Linked DNA regions of Hordeum vulgare: region 1 is linked to region 2. Evidence: chromatin contacts called from public Hi-C data. All regions are on one chromosome and are shown on one strand. The core of a region is the stretch at or near the end of the contact, and the rest is flanking DNA. Distances in the headings are between cores, read along the strand shown. Region 1 holds the start of LOC123424819 (superoxide dismutase [Cu-Zn] 4A). Region 2 holds the start of LOC123424817 (tubby-like F-box protein 11).

The links. Hi-C and Micro-C count contacts between places; a contact is called where the count stands out from the background.
Region 1: a contact with region 2 is called in a Hi-C map of seedling, with 1.6 times the contacts expected there. The contact joins the promoter of LOC123424819 here to the promoter of LOC123424817 in region 2. A contact is called at or near these places in 2 of 6 Hi-C or Micro-C datasets (leaf and seedling) and 1 of 1 datasets of contacts at active chromatin or transcription factors (embryo).

The regions. Positions count from the first base shown.
Region 1 is chr2H:50,450,695-50,457,011 of MorexV3_pseudomolecules_assembly, forward strand. LOC123424819 (superoxide dismutase [Cu-Zn] 4A) reads left to right here and starts at 1,666. Exons shown (of 8, transcript XM_045108516.1): 1 at 1,666-1,810; 2 at 2,487-2,574; 3 at 2,658-2,759; 4 at 2,840-2,935; 5 at 3,070-3,101; 6 at 3,209-3,284; 7 at 4,394-4,447; 8 at 4,663-4,974. The coding sequence starts at 2,499. The coding sequence ends at 4,685.
Region 2 is chr2H:50,263,532-50,270,267 of MorexV3_pseudomolecules_assembly, forward strand. LOC123424817 (tubby-like F-box protein 11) reads right to left here and starts at 3,201. Exons shown (of 6, transcript XM_045108513.1): 1 at 2,501-3,201; 2 at 1,660-1,747; 3 at 1,451-1,580; 4 at 1,147-1,284; 5 at 1-233. The coding sequence starts at 2,839. LOC123424815 (sodium/hydrogen exchanger 2-like) reads right to left here. Exons shown (of 14, transcript XM_045108511.1): 14 at 6,368-6,736.

The DNA of each region.
Region 1 (6,317 bases), core at 416-2,915, 190 kb after region 2:
ATATGGTGTCTCCAGCCGGATCATCAACTGACTCAAGCAGGACTAGGGGTGTTGCCTCCCACGGAGGGCCCCGAATATGGGTACTTCGTGTGTCTCGCACCGCTCGTTCCCAATCTCGTTTCCGGAACCCGACGTCGTCCTTTTGATCCCAATAACGTACGATTAGCCACCCCTTGGCATCCGTCGTGAGAAAACAACGACAACAGGGTTGAAAAAATTTGATGAAAGGACGTGGGTGAGAGGATAGCTAGCGTTCGGAGGGGAGATAGAAGGAGATCTAATCATCACGACGACAACACATCTCCTTTAATAATAGAGATTAGAACATCTCCAACAACACGTCTAAATTTAGATCTTTATATATCCATATAGACAATGGTTTATAAAGATTCTCTGATATACACGTTCAGTTTTACATCAGAAAGTCTATATAGAGAACATCTATATTATCTCTCCTATATATTAATATTATTTTATAACTACCATTCTATATCCTCTAAGTGGACCATCCTCCAACTGGACCATTAGTTCATCATCTTTAGTAGACCAATTCGGTCCTTTACTGGATTTTGCTTTGACAGGATGGGTAACTCTTTCTGGCGCACGTGGGCAACATCTCTCAGGCGGGGTGGGTAACTCTTTCAGGCGCAAGTGGGTAACTCTTCCAGTGAGATTCATTGAGATCCATGTGTAAAAAACTTAAGACATTCACTGCACATTCACACATTCATTGATATTCACGCATAAAAGGTAGCCATCCTCCATCACAGCAGCACGAGGCGACGATCGGTGCATCGCCCCGGGGCGGCGTCGACGCCATCGACCAGCAGGGCGGCGCCTCGCGGCACCCGGCGCCGCGGCGGCGCATCCGCCCTCCCCTGCCCTAAGTGAGCGCAACGACGACGGTGTCCGCCCGCCCCTCCCCTGAGCATCGCGTCGGCGACGGCCCGTCCCCCGAGCACGGCGGCAGCAGCGAGCAAAAAAGGGCGTACCTCGGTCGTGCGGCATGACGGCATCCTCGCGATGCGTCTCTTCCTCCTCTCGACGCGAAGGAGAAACTAACCTTCTGTTGGGTTGTGGATGACCCGTTCACATCATCGAGGGTGGACGTCGTCGAGGACTATGGACGACATGCAAATTTGCACATCCATTTAAATGAAGTGCCTAAGAGCATTGTTAGCATCATACAGTATGATTTAAAATGAATATATACATCTGTTTAAACTAGCTGTTAGAGATGCTCTTAGAACAAGGCACTTGCGTTGCGCGTGGATTGCACGCGCGCCGGTTTCAAAAGTTCAGAAGATGGAGCGGGGCATCGAAGAGCCCATATCAGTGAGAAGTCGTATGCGATGCACAGTTATCCAAAGATGCGTGGGCTACACGCGCACCGTTTTCAAAAATATTCTCCAACTTTCGTTTTACCACTGCTGCAGTTGAGAAGAGCGTGTGCTCCCATCGTAGCAAATATTCGAGGTTATTTCCCTTGATCGGAGAATTTATAGAGGAAATCGGGTGTCACAAAATCCAGTCGTTTTTTCTTCATCAGAGAAGTAAAAAAGAAGAAAGAGAAAAGAAAAGGAAACAAGAGGGAGGGGGTAGGTGAAGCAGCCAGCGCGTCAGCCCACCGCTCTGCCACCGGCTCCGGTCTATTTAAGCTAGCCGGCCCTCGGTTCGCGAGTCTTCTCCCCAGCATCATCCATCCCCTCCCCTCCCCAAGTCAGTCATAAACCCAAGTCGGACTCGCCTTCCTCCTCCTCCCCAACCACTCCGCTCTTCCGCCGCGCATCGCACCGGGGGGTCACCTGAGGTAGGTAACCCGCCCCCGAAATCTAGGTCTGCGAAACTCCTTCCGTTCGATCCGCGTCCCCGACCTCGCCGGAGCGGTTTTTGGGCCGGATCTGCTTCCGATTCGTGCTCTTCGGGGCATAGATTCGGCCCCGGTCTCGCGCGGTCCCGATCCGTGTTCCTGCTTGTGCAGTTTATGCTCGTGCGTGGTCGTCGGTTGGTCGGTGACGGATCACTACTGAGCGTCCCCGTCGTTGGTGTCGGTGTCGGAGGGATGCGGCGATTTGGTTGTTGTGGGACGTGCTCTGGATTCGGGGTTTAGATTAGAATGGGCTGAGGCGGTAGATTGGTCCGTACGGCTCAGTTTAGCACTGCTTGTTTATCCGTCCCCGTGCTGTGTCATGTTAATTTTGTCGCGTCTTACTGTCATATTTAGTGGGTTTCTGTTTCTGAACTTATTACTATACATAGCTAGGTTGCAGTAACTATTGGTGATTTGCTGCTTGCGGCGTAGCATATGGTGTGTGGGCGAAGCAAGGCCTGTATGTACTAGTTTGTTATTATCTAGCTAAAATCTAGAACTGCCCTGTGCTAATTACCAAGGTTTATGACGTGTTTGTGCTAAAGCACTGCTGGGTGATTTGTGATGTCCTGATGCCTCGCTTGAATGATTATTCGCTTCTGGGCTTTGATTGCAGATCACATACACAATGGTGAAGGCTGTAGCTGTGCTTACCGGCAGCGAGGGTGTCAAGGGCACCATCTTCTTCACCCAGGAGGGAGATGGTAATCATGCAAACATGCTCTGAGAGCCTCTGTACTCTATCCTTTCATGTTCGTTGGATGTAAATTGGTTGGTTCTTGTTTAGGCCCAACCACCGTGACGGGAAGTGTCACCGGACTCAAGGAAGGGCTTCACGGCTTCCATGTGCACGCTCTTGGTGACACCACCAACGGCTGCATGTCAACTGGTACCTACATTTCTGTTCCCCTTCCAGCACAGATGAAATGGACTGTGTGTGCTTATTGGTGTGGTCGATTTCCTTTGTAGGACCGCACTTCAACCCCGCTGGTCATGTGCATGGGGCACCCGAAGATGAAATCCGCCATGCTGGTGACCTCGGAAATGTGACAGCTGGAGCGGATGGTACTTCGTTTATACCCTTCTTGCCTCACCTAGATTCCTTCTTGTTGGAGATACATTTTTTTGCTTTGTTTCAAACTTAGGTAGCATCGTGTGTAATGCATAGCCTCACTGACAGTTTACTTCTTGGCTCCCAGGTGTTGCTAACATCAATGTTACTGACTGCCATGTAAGCAATATTTCTTTTCTCTCTACAGACATATAACATTGTCATCTTGCCGTTTTGTTGTGTTTTAGCACATTTCGTTTGACATTGATAACAATTTTGAATGGCAGATCCCCCTTGCTGGACCACATTCAATCATTGGCCGTGCTGTTGTCGTCCATGGTGATGCTGATGATCTTGGCAAGGGTAATACTTTGGAAACACTTGAATCATACATTTTTGTGCCTCCCTGTGCATGATTGTTTGTCAAACTTGAATGAAGTTGTTTTTGCAGGATTCCTAGAATAGTTATGTGCTTGTATACTTTATATGTTTATAATGGATCATAATAGTGAATTCATGTTGTATGAATAAGTTTGAAGAACCTGGGAACTTAAGTCTACTTTTGGATAAACCTGTTGCTTTCGTAGCTAGAGGTTAAAATCAAAGGAGTACTTCGTGACTAACTGTCCTTATGTCATGTCCTGGTAATAAAACAAATACTCCCTCCGTCCCAAAATAACTGCCTTAACTTTGTACTGACTTTAGTACAAAATTGTACTAAGCTTGAGACACTTATTTTGGCACGGAGGGAGTATTTATTTTTGGCTTTAGTGTCTTATATGATAGTTCTCCCCAACTACAATTATTTAGGTACAGGGAGAACATAAATTTATACTCTTATCACATGTCTGTAGAAAAGAATGCACGACACAAGTGTTTTAGGCATTTGGCATGCAGGGTACAGTAGATGTTATGATTTATGATGCACTTGGTATTACCTGAGCATTTGCTTGGCGTAATCGATGCTTGTGTTGCTTTGGCGTAATCGATGCTTGTGTTGCTTTGGCGTATGCTTATAAGATGAGGACTTCCACCTGAATGTCCAGATTAGTTTGATTGGACACATCCCAATTGTATTGTCTAACCATTGTGAAACTGGTCCAATCTATGATGCGATGCTGCAGTAATATGACAGTATTGTTTTGCTTCATGTCTTATAACTCAAAAACATAGTGTGTTACTTCACAGAAGAAACTCTTGTTTACAAGTTGCACAAAGGTTTTTTCTATTTGCGAATTGTCCTCTATTCACTATATTGTTTACAGCATTCATTTGTGCATGTTGTTTTAAGATCATACTGTGCTAGCCAATATTCCGGTGCTGCCTTATCTATCTGTACATATAAACTGAAATTTCTGCACTTCAAATTCCAGAATCTGCTTATTCTATCTAGAACATAGCCTATTTTAACATCGATTTGGATAGGGGCGTAAAGTTCACATGTAACCATTACTGTCTGTGCTGTATTTCAGGTGGACATGAGCTTAGCAAGAGCACTGGAAACGCTGGGGCGCGCGTTGCTTGCGGTAAGTTACAATTTTCTTTGCTAATATATTTTGGTTGCTCTAATCTGGTCTAGTTGCCTATCTGATCCGCCCCTCTCTTGCCCAATTGTCGTTTGTATTTTCTTGTAGTACAGTACCCCCTGCCTAAACTAATATAGGACGTTTCAGAGACTTTAGCATTTAGTGGATTCATATTCTCTCTTCTGTTCTGATGGCCTTCTTTTCCTTGTTTCCAGGGATCATCGGGCTCCAGGGCTAAGATGCCGTCTTCGCAGGCTGATGAAGGCCGTACAGATCTTGGCACTTGAAGGACACCGACTTGCAATTGCTATCTATTTTAAATAAGCACACCATCTATGATCGCTTTTTAGTGTGCATCATTTGTGTCGATTCCTATGTGAACTTTCATATCACTGTCATTTGGCTTTTTGAGTTGCGTGACTGGAACAGTTCAGTTCTGTCAAGTGCTTGTGGATGTGCTGTTGTTCTTAATGCCGTTACCAGCTCTGGGCATATTCAGCGAACGAGAGAGATTTCAGGTTTCATTATTTATCTTGTAGAGCTATCTAGATTCATCTGCATCTGCATACGCTCCACGTGTTCCGGTGATGCTTTGCTGTGCTGCTAGAATGACAGCGAAGCCTTGAGTGAATAAAGTGGCACTCGTTCTTACTGTGAGAGCAGCCAGACGATTATACTGCAATGTAAGCCATCACTTCGCCAACGCTACGGTATCTCTTCACTGGACGCTGCATCTTGCCCGAATGTTTGACAAGGTGGCTAGATTCCGAGTTAACCTTGATCTTGTGCGTCACTCTCTCAATACTGAAAACAATACGAATCCATACAGAAATGACTGGAACCCATCACAACTTATCCCGCAAACCCGAAACATTCAAGCAACAAAGTAGTATTGCCCGTGCCAGTCAGATAGAAACCAAGGTGGCTAGTGAGGTATGCCAATGCCCCTGCACAATGGCCACCGCCTGCTGTGGGGTGCCTCGCAATCACAGTTTGATGGTGCTTATACTGTGACAAAGAGAAGAACGCAGGGACATGTCTAGTGATCCGTGATTCAGCTAGTGACTTGATACTTGCGTCAAGTAAATACTTGTCTACTCTCTCTGTTTTCAAATATATTTGTCCTCCAAACGGATTGTTCAAACCAAATCAATCTGATTAAGGAAACGAAGCGGAGTTGAGAAACTTATTCACTGAGGGCAGGGAGCCTATTATTATGGAAGTAGACAGAATTCAGAATAGGGCTGCAGATTTTCTAGCTCGCGCTCGGAGCATCAAACCGACTTGTGGTTGCAAGATACCCTCGAGAGTTTTCTTCGTCTTTTGGCTATGGATTGTAATCCTATTCACTAATCAATAAGGCTCCCAATCTTCCCGCAATAAAAAAAAAACCTCAACTCATCCCACTGGTGAACCTTCTTGCTAACCCAGTCTGGCCCGACCAATCAGTTCAAGCATTTTCTGGTTAGTCCACTTGTGCGCACTTCCTCCATCTCATAATATAAAAACGTTTTTAACACTAATAGTGTCAAAAAGTTTTTATATTATAAAACAGACTAGTATAAAAATTATTCTTATATTATGAGACGGAGGGAGTAGAAAATAAGTAGAAGTGAGTGGATGAGTATGTACGTCAGGACCATCTAGAAAGCAACAATTTCAAGTTGACAGCATTGACTTCTCATTTAACCAAAATATGAAACAGTTTAATATATGCCGACATACTACTCCTGCTAGTAAATTGTGCACGCCATCAATGTTAGAAATAAGCAACTGACATTCACACAGCCAAAGGCCAGTATATATACATATGGTAAAAGTGCTAGAAAACCCTTCATACAATGAAGATATATAGAAAATGGGCTATACA
Region 2 (6,736 bases), core at 1,951-4,450:
CCCGTCCATGGAAGTTGAGGCACCAGCACCTTAGATGTTCGTGCCACCTGGGGGACTTGTTCTTAAGCACCAGCTTACTTTCCACTTGACTGGATAATGGGATAATTGAGCTATCAATTCGAGATGATTTGGGATTGAAGAAAGGAAACACGGTCTGTGTTGGAGCTGTTCCTCCTTGTTCAATTGCTGATACAGGGATAGAATCCATGATACAGTTCATCCTTCTTGGGCCCCTACAACAAGCAAACATGCCGCAACAGAGTCAGTGTCTTAGTGATGCTTCATTGCTTCTTACATGAAGATATTTTTACTAGCTACGTGATATAATTAGTTAGTGTCAAGTGGTTTCGTTTCTTTGAAATGGAACCGAGGGTGAGGCCTTGTTGATCGGAAAGAAATAGTAAGTGATGGTTCATACATGACATAATTACACAACTTAAACGATAAAATTAGTTAGTGGTGCTTCAGACATGACATAATTACACTACTTATACATGATAAAATTAATTAGTGGTGCTTCCTACAAGATATTTTTCTCTTCTATTGCATTATAAATAAACAGATAGCTTTGCAACCCACTACCAACACATGAAGTCAAAACCAGATTTTGTATATTTCAGATGAAATCGCGCTAATGCAGTCCTCCCTCCTATGGTAATCCAGAAAAAATCATAATTCCACTGTGGTTTTTGATCAGCTGATTTTCAGAAATTATAGTGCACTTAAATAACATCGTTATTCCTCTTCATAAAAAAATGCATTTAGATAAGATCGTTATCCACTGTGGCTTTGGATCTGCTGATTTTCAGAAATGGTAATGCCTTTAAAGTTTATGAAGAGTAAGGTTGTTATCAGCAATGCAAATAGCAGTTACGGTGTTCTCAACATTTTTGGTCAGTAAATGGATTTATATGCAGGTGCGTGGAAACTTGCTATCCATGTCCCAGAACCATGAGTTGGTCGCGAGAACTGATGGGTTTCACCTCTAGCCTACCCCAACTTGTTTGGGACTAAAGGCTTCTTTGTTGTATTTGTTGTATAAATGGATTTATATGCAAATAATGGTATATTGTCTCCAAAAAACATATAGAAATATGTGCGCACATATATAACGTAATGGAAGGGTTACCACATAAGATGGCATACCTAGATCCCAAAACATTCACTTCATAATTAATCTGTATAACTGGATAGTCGCCAGCAGGCCATCTCTTTGAAACCTCAGGTCCAGCATGAGGTGGATGCGCATCATAGACAGTAAACTTTGTTCTCAAGAAATTTGATCTGTTCAGTAAAGAGGAAATGTTACTAACTGAACTAAAACCAAGAAAATTATTTTGTAACGGAGGGAGTAAGTTTCTCTGCTTTAACATGATGTTCTGATCTTAAGCCTGTCGCTGAAGAAACTTGGGCAACTCATAATGTTCAGATATAAATGCCAAACAATCACCTTAACTTGCCAACGCAGGTTTGACTCCCCTTTGACATGTCACTCTTGTCAAGCGAAATCAGATATTCGGTACATGTAGGCCTATGGTATTTGCGTGCAGCAAGTAGGAACTTCCCAGCATCAGCTAGTGCTGCACAACGAAAAAGAAACAATGTTCATGAGCAAAAGAAGTACATCCAGACTGCATATACCCAATGTGAAAAGCATACCATCAGTCAGTCCAATGTAGAGGAAATAAGTCTGAGTAGCCCGGTGCCTCCGAATGAAACATTTGATAGGAGCATCTCTTGGTCCAGGCTACACGTTAGAGAGGTAAAAGTAAGTTCAAAGCAAACAAATCTACCAACAAAAGGTGCATGATTTATAAAACTCGAATTAGACATCACTGTTCTACAAAGGATGGTCAACTACATCTGACAACATAGCTTTCGTATTAAACCCATTTGACAATGACTGTTCGAACTAAATAACAGTTGACATTGGAAATTTCATACTAAACCAACTCCTGGTTGACCAATCAACCAAACAACCAGTCATTATTTAGTATTTACTAATCTGACTTTTCAAGTTTCTTCTCAATACAGACGTATTTCTCGGTCTCAATACTGTACTTTCGAGGATTAAATAAAAAATAGAAAACAAAACAAACATGACAGAGTAGATGCTACCCAACATTAGAACTCCTTTCACACGGACCTTTCTTTGACATCTTCCAATCAGGAAAAAAAGAAGGCTCGCTACGTTGCGTGGAATGGTGGACATCAAAAGGAACTCACACAATTCTAAGAAAGAAAAAGTGAACACAATCGCCATAATTGAAGTTTGCCGCTAAACGTTCGATCAACTAATTAGTCTCGAATTACTCGTAGAATAAAGATAATATCATCATAAGAGGAATTTTTGGCAACTAATATAAGAACTGTAATATGAACACTGGGCTGCCATGGAGGAGCGGCTGAATGAACAGCATGGATGGTGATGAGGGGGGGAGAGAGAGAGAGAGAGAGAGAGAGAGAGAGATAGAGATTCAGAGTTGCCGGGAGCGGCTACCTGCTTGAGAGAGATGGGGAAGGTGAGCCTCCCGGACACCTCGAGTACACGGACGATCTCCCTGACGACGCCCCTCCAGGTCCGGCAGACGCCGGCGCACGCCACGACGTCGCGGCGGCGCGGCCACCGTGGCTCCGACGCCTCGACCCGCGCCAGCACCTCCAGCAGGAGCTCCGGCGGCAGCTCCGCCCAGCAGCAGCCCTGCCGCGCGGCCTCCTCCGACGGCGCCACCGCGGTGACCGCCGCCACCCGCCGGACGCGCGCCGACGGCAGCGACCGGCGCCGGGCGATGGCGTCCACCTCGCCCTTCATCTCCCGGATCATGCTCCTGAAAGACATCGCCTTCCCCGCCCGCCCCCGGCAGCCAAATCCAGCCCAAATTCCCACCCAACCCCGCCAAGAAACCGCGGCCCCGAGCGATCCCGCCAACCTAGGACGGATTTCTCAGAGCGGCACGCAAAAAAGGGTGAAGCTTGGATGTCAACGGATCGCGATTCCCTGTAGCGGCGACGGGGGCATCGGTATGGACGGATGTGGGAAATGGTGCTGCCTTTCGGCGGCGGCCCTGTTGGTGATATGCGCGGAGACGGGGACAAGGATGTGGAAGGAACAAGAATGCTCTACAGATTTGTGCTGTGCGCCTCCACTTGGCAGGGAAATTGCGTTCTACAGTGGTAGGAGGAGTACTAATATACTCCAGCATCTCTGTCAGGACAAACTGGGAGATTCTGGGAGTAGCAGAAAGTTGTTTATGGCATTTTCTTCTTGACGGCTTACCTGGTCAAATACTACTACTAATGTTAGTAAGATAACATAAGACCATTTCGAGTAAAAAAGAAAGATAAGACCATGTCCCTTTTTACTATTTCTAAACATATAAGATTATTTTCTTTTGCTGGAAAAATATTTTGAGAGGAGGGAAACAAGCACTAACCCTAGTCCTACGAGCATCTTCGAAAGACTGAACCGGCAATTTTAAGATTCACAAAAGGGAGACACTACATAGGGGCGCAGCACATAGGTCTTCCGATGCTGCGGTTTTCTTCGTGCATGCAAACTAATACACTTGGATGACATCAGCAAAGATTCCTCTGATGTTAAAGTTTAGAAAAGTTTTATCTCTTAAACTATAAATCCAATTGACGATCCGCTTTCACCGTTAGCTTTCTCGCATTGAGATCTTCGAAACTAGATTCCATGTTGACATATTTCGATAATATATTTTTTCCGTCGATAGTTGTCAGAATACTATTATTTACTTGTCACAATATTTGTCACATAGTTCTCACATTAAATTAACTTGGTTATCAGGTTTATGAATGTCGATATACCCCACTAAAAAACTTGATTCATTGTGCTTGTGCTGGTTCATGCATTTACTTGCTTATTGCTAGTGCTTTAATAACCATTTTCTAGCTCCACATAACACTGTAATACTTAAAAGGTATAAAATTATTGTCCCGGTAACTATGTATAATTTTTGTGACAACTGCACACCCGTAAGATGACAACTATGATGACATAAATGTGGCAACTAGGAATGATGAAAAAAAATCAACGAAACATGTCAACATGGGATCTTATTTTGAAGGCCTCGTCGAGACGAACCTAACGGTAAAGACAAATCTTCAATCAAATTATTAATCCGTGAGATAAATCATTTTTTCAGCCAGCATGCATGCATGCATAGAGTCCACGTTGTTGTGGAGCAGGTTGAAAACGACGGGTGCCTTTTTTTAATGCTCGGCCTGTATGCACGGAAAGGACAGGATGCGGCGGTGCTAATTAGATTTTCCCTTCACAAAATCATCACAAACGCCTCGCTATTAAGGGAAACGTGTCAAAAGAACATTTCAATTTATGAGACACCCAAGTGTCAAAACCTGGGTTTTGATCCCTGATGGGTTGAGGTACATCCACCCTCCGGACCATCCAGCATCTAGGATTTGATCCCGTTTCGAGTCCTTATCGTCTCCGACAACTTCTTCAGACAAGAGGTGGGCGGAACCATGGATTCAATCTTTGTATTGTGGGTTAAGTTTCTTTTGTTTCAGACTTGTGCATTCTTGGTTTCATTGCCTCGGCGTTGGAGGTGATGTCACACGGGGTAATAAGACCCTCATAGCTCGATCCCCAACATGTGTTTAGGACGGCAAAAGTGGTGACAGGTTTGCTTTAGTCCGGTGTTCTCCTATTCCCTTCTTTCGAGCTCTAAATCTCCATCCCAATTATGCAATGGGTGAACTGAGGTTTTAGTGGCCTATGTTGCAAGATAAGTGTCTTAGGCATAGTGTATTTGGGTTTGCAATCTATGTTGCAAAGAAGTGTCCTGGTCAAAGGGTACCCAACAATGTATACTTCTCACCTATCGGATATCCACGACATGATATCGTTCATGCTAGTCTAGTCTTACCTCTTTTTTTCTTCGAAGGCACCGAGAAACACCGAGATGCAAAAGGTGATGCTATGATGGACCATTTCGAATGACCCTGATCCAAACTATTTGTTTTTACTTTTTACTGCAAACCTTTGTTGTTCATATCTATTACGTTACCTTCAGTTCGGTAAAACATGGATTCGATCTTCGTAGTATGGACTAAGTTTCTTTTGTTTTAGGGTTGTGTGTTCTTCATCTCATTGCCTCCGCATTGGAGGTGATATCGCACATGGTAATAAAACCCTCAGGACTCAATATCCGCCTTGTTTTACGATAGCAAAAGTGGGCCAAGTGTGTGTTTAGCCCATGATTCTCCTAGTTCATTCTTTTGAGCTCTATGGATCTCCATCCCAATTATGCAACGGACGAACCAAGGTTTTGGCAACCTATGTTGCAAGAGAAGTGTCCCGGTCAAGAGTATATTGGGGTTTGGCCATCTATGTTGCAAGAAAAATGCCCTCGCCAAAGTGTATCAGGGTATAGCGACCTACGTTGCAAGAGAAGTGTCTCGATCAGAGTGTATTCAACAACATATACTTGTGACCTATCGGGGTCCATGACACGAAACCATTAATATTAGTCTTGTTTTACCGTTTTCTTCTTCGTAGGCACGTAGAAACATCGGGATGCAAAATGTAAAGCCACCACGGAGCATGTGAAGAACCTTTGTTGTCCATACTTACTAGCTCATAATACAAAAACAAAAATAAAGAATCGGAGCACAAGGAATCGTCTCATTATCGTTCGACAAAGAAAAACTATGGTCGATTAACTGACATTACCTTCGGTACGATGTACTCCTTGTTTTTTCGTCAAAAAAATAAGGTGGACATCTTGGAGCTGTCACCAGAAGGTGATATCTCCTTTTTCCTACTTTGAGAGACTACTTGCACTAGCAGCAACCGGCCACCCGTCCTTGAATTCGTGATGAGGAATGATTAGCCTCCCGGTGAGGGAAGTGTCACCATCCCATTGTCTGAGAAAGCATGGACATGCAACCGGTAACCACTTGCACATTTATAATGCTTTCTCTTCTGAATGCTCACAGCACTGACCGACCTAACCAGCCATACTCTTGTGTTTTCATGGTATGGGAACTGAATCCGAAACATGCGATTCTGGGCAACGGACCAAACCACTAAGCTCAAGAGGGAAAGCGGACAATAAATCCTGCAACCATGCCTAGCCTAACATATGGGTTACTATAACTCAAGTTGGCTGCTCCTAGTATGTTGCTAGCACAAAAGTAGTGTTAAATGGACCTAATTATGCTGCAACAGCACTACAGCAAGCTAACCTAGAGAGATGTCGAGCCTCTCGCAAAAGTAGATTTGTATCTTGGCAGACAAAAAACAGGGGATTGCAACTTGGAACTGGCAAAAAAATCGGCAACATAACCACCGCCGTTGAGGTTCAAGACACAAGTTCAGTTCAATTCAATATAGAAAATAGATAGATAACTTTGAGATGAGTTCTTTGTAGCAACCAGGCCACAAGATCATCACTCATCTCACACAACTTGGTAAAGTACACACCATTACACCAATCCACTAGAAAGTGGGGGAGGAGATTAATAAGCACTGGTAGATATGCAGGAGGCCAGAGACTCCTAGCCAAGGAGCAAGGAAATGGCCTGCCTGCCTGCCAGAGGAGATCTCATCTCATAGGGTACAATTGGCTTGTTAATCTACATACAAAAATGTACAGGCTTGTCGTAACCGATAAGGCGATGGTACTCGCATCACCGTTACTAGGGTTCATCTTCCTGTTGGTGCCGCAACCAACCGTTCATCTGAACC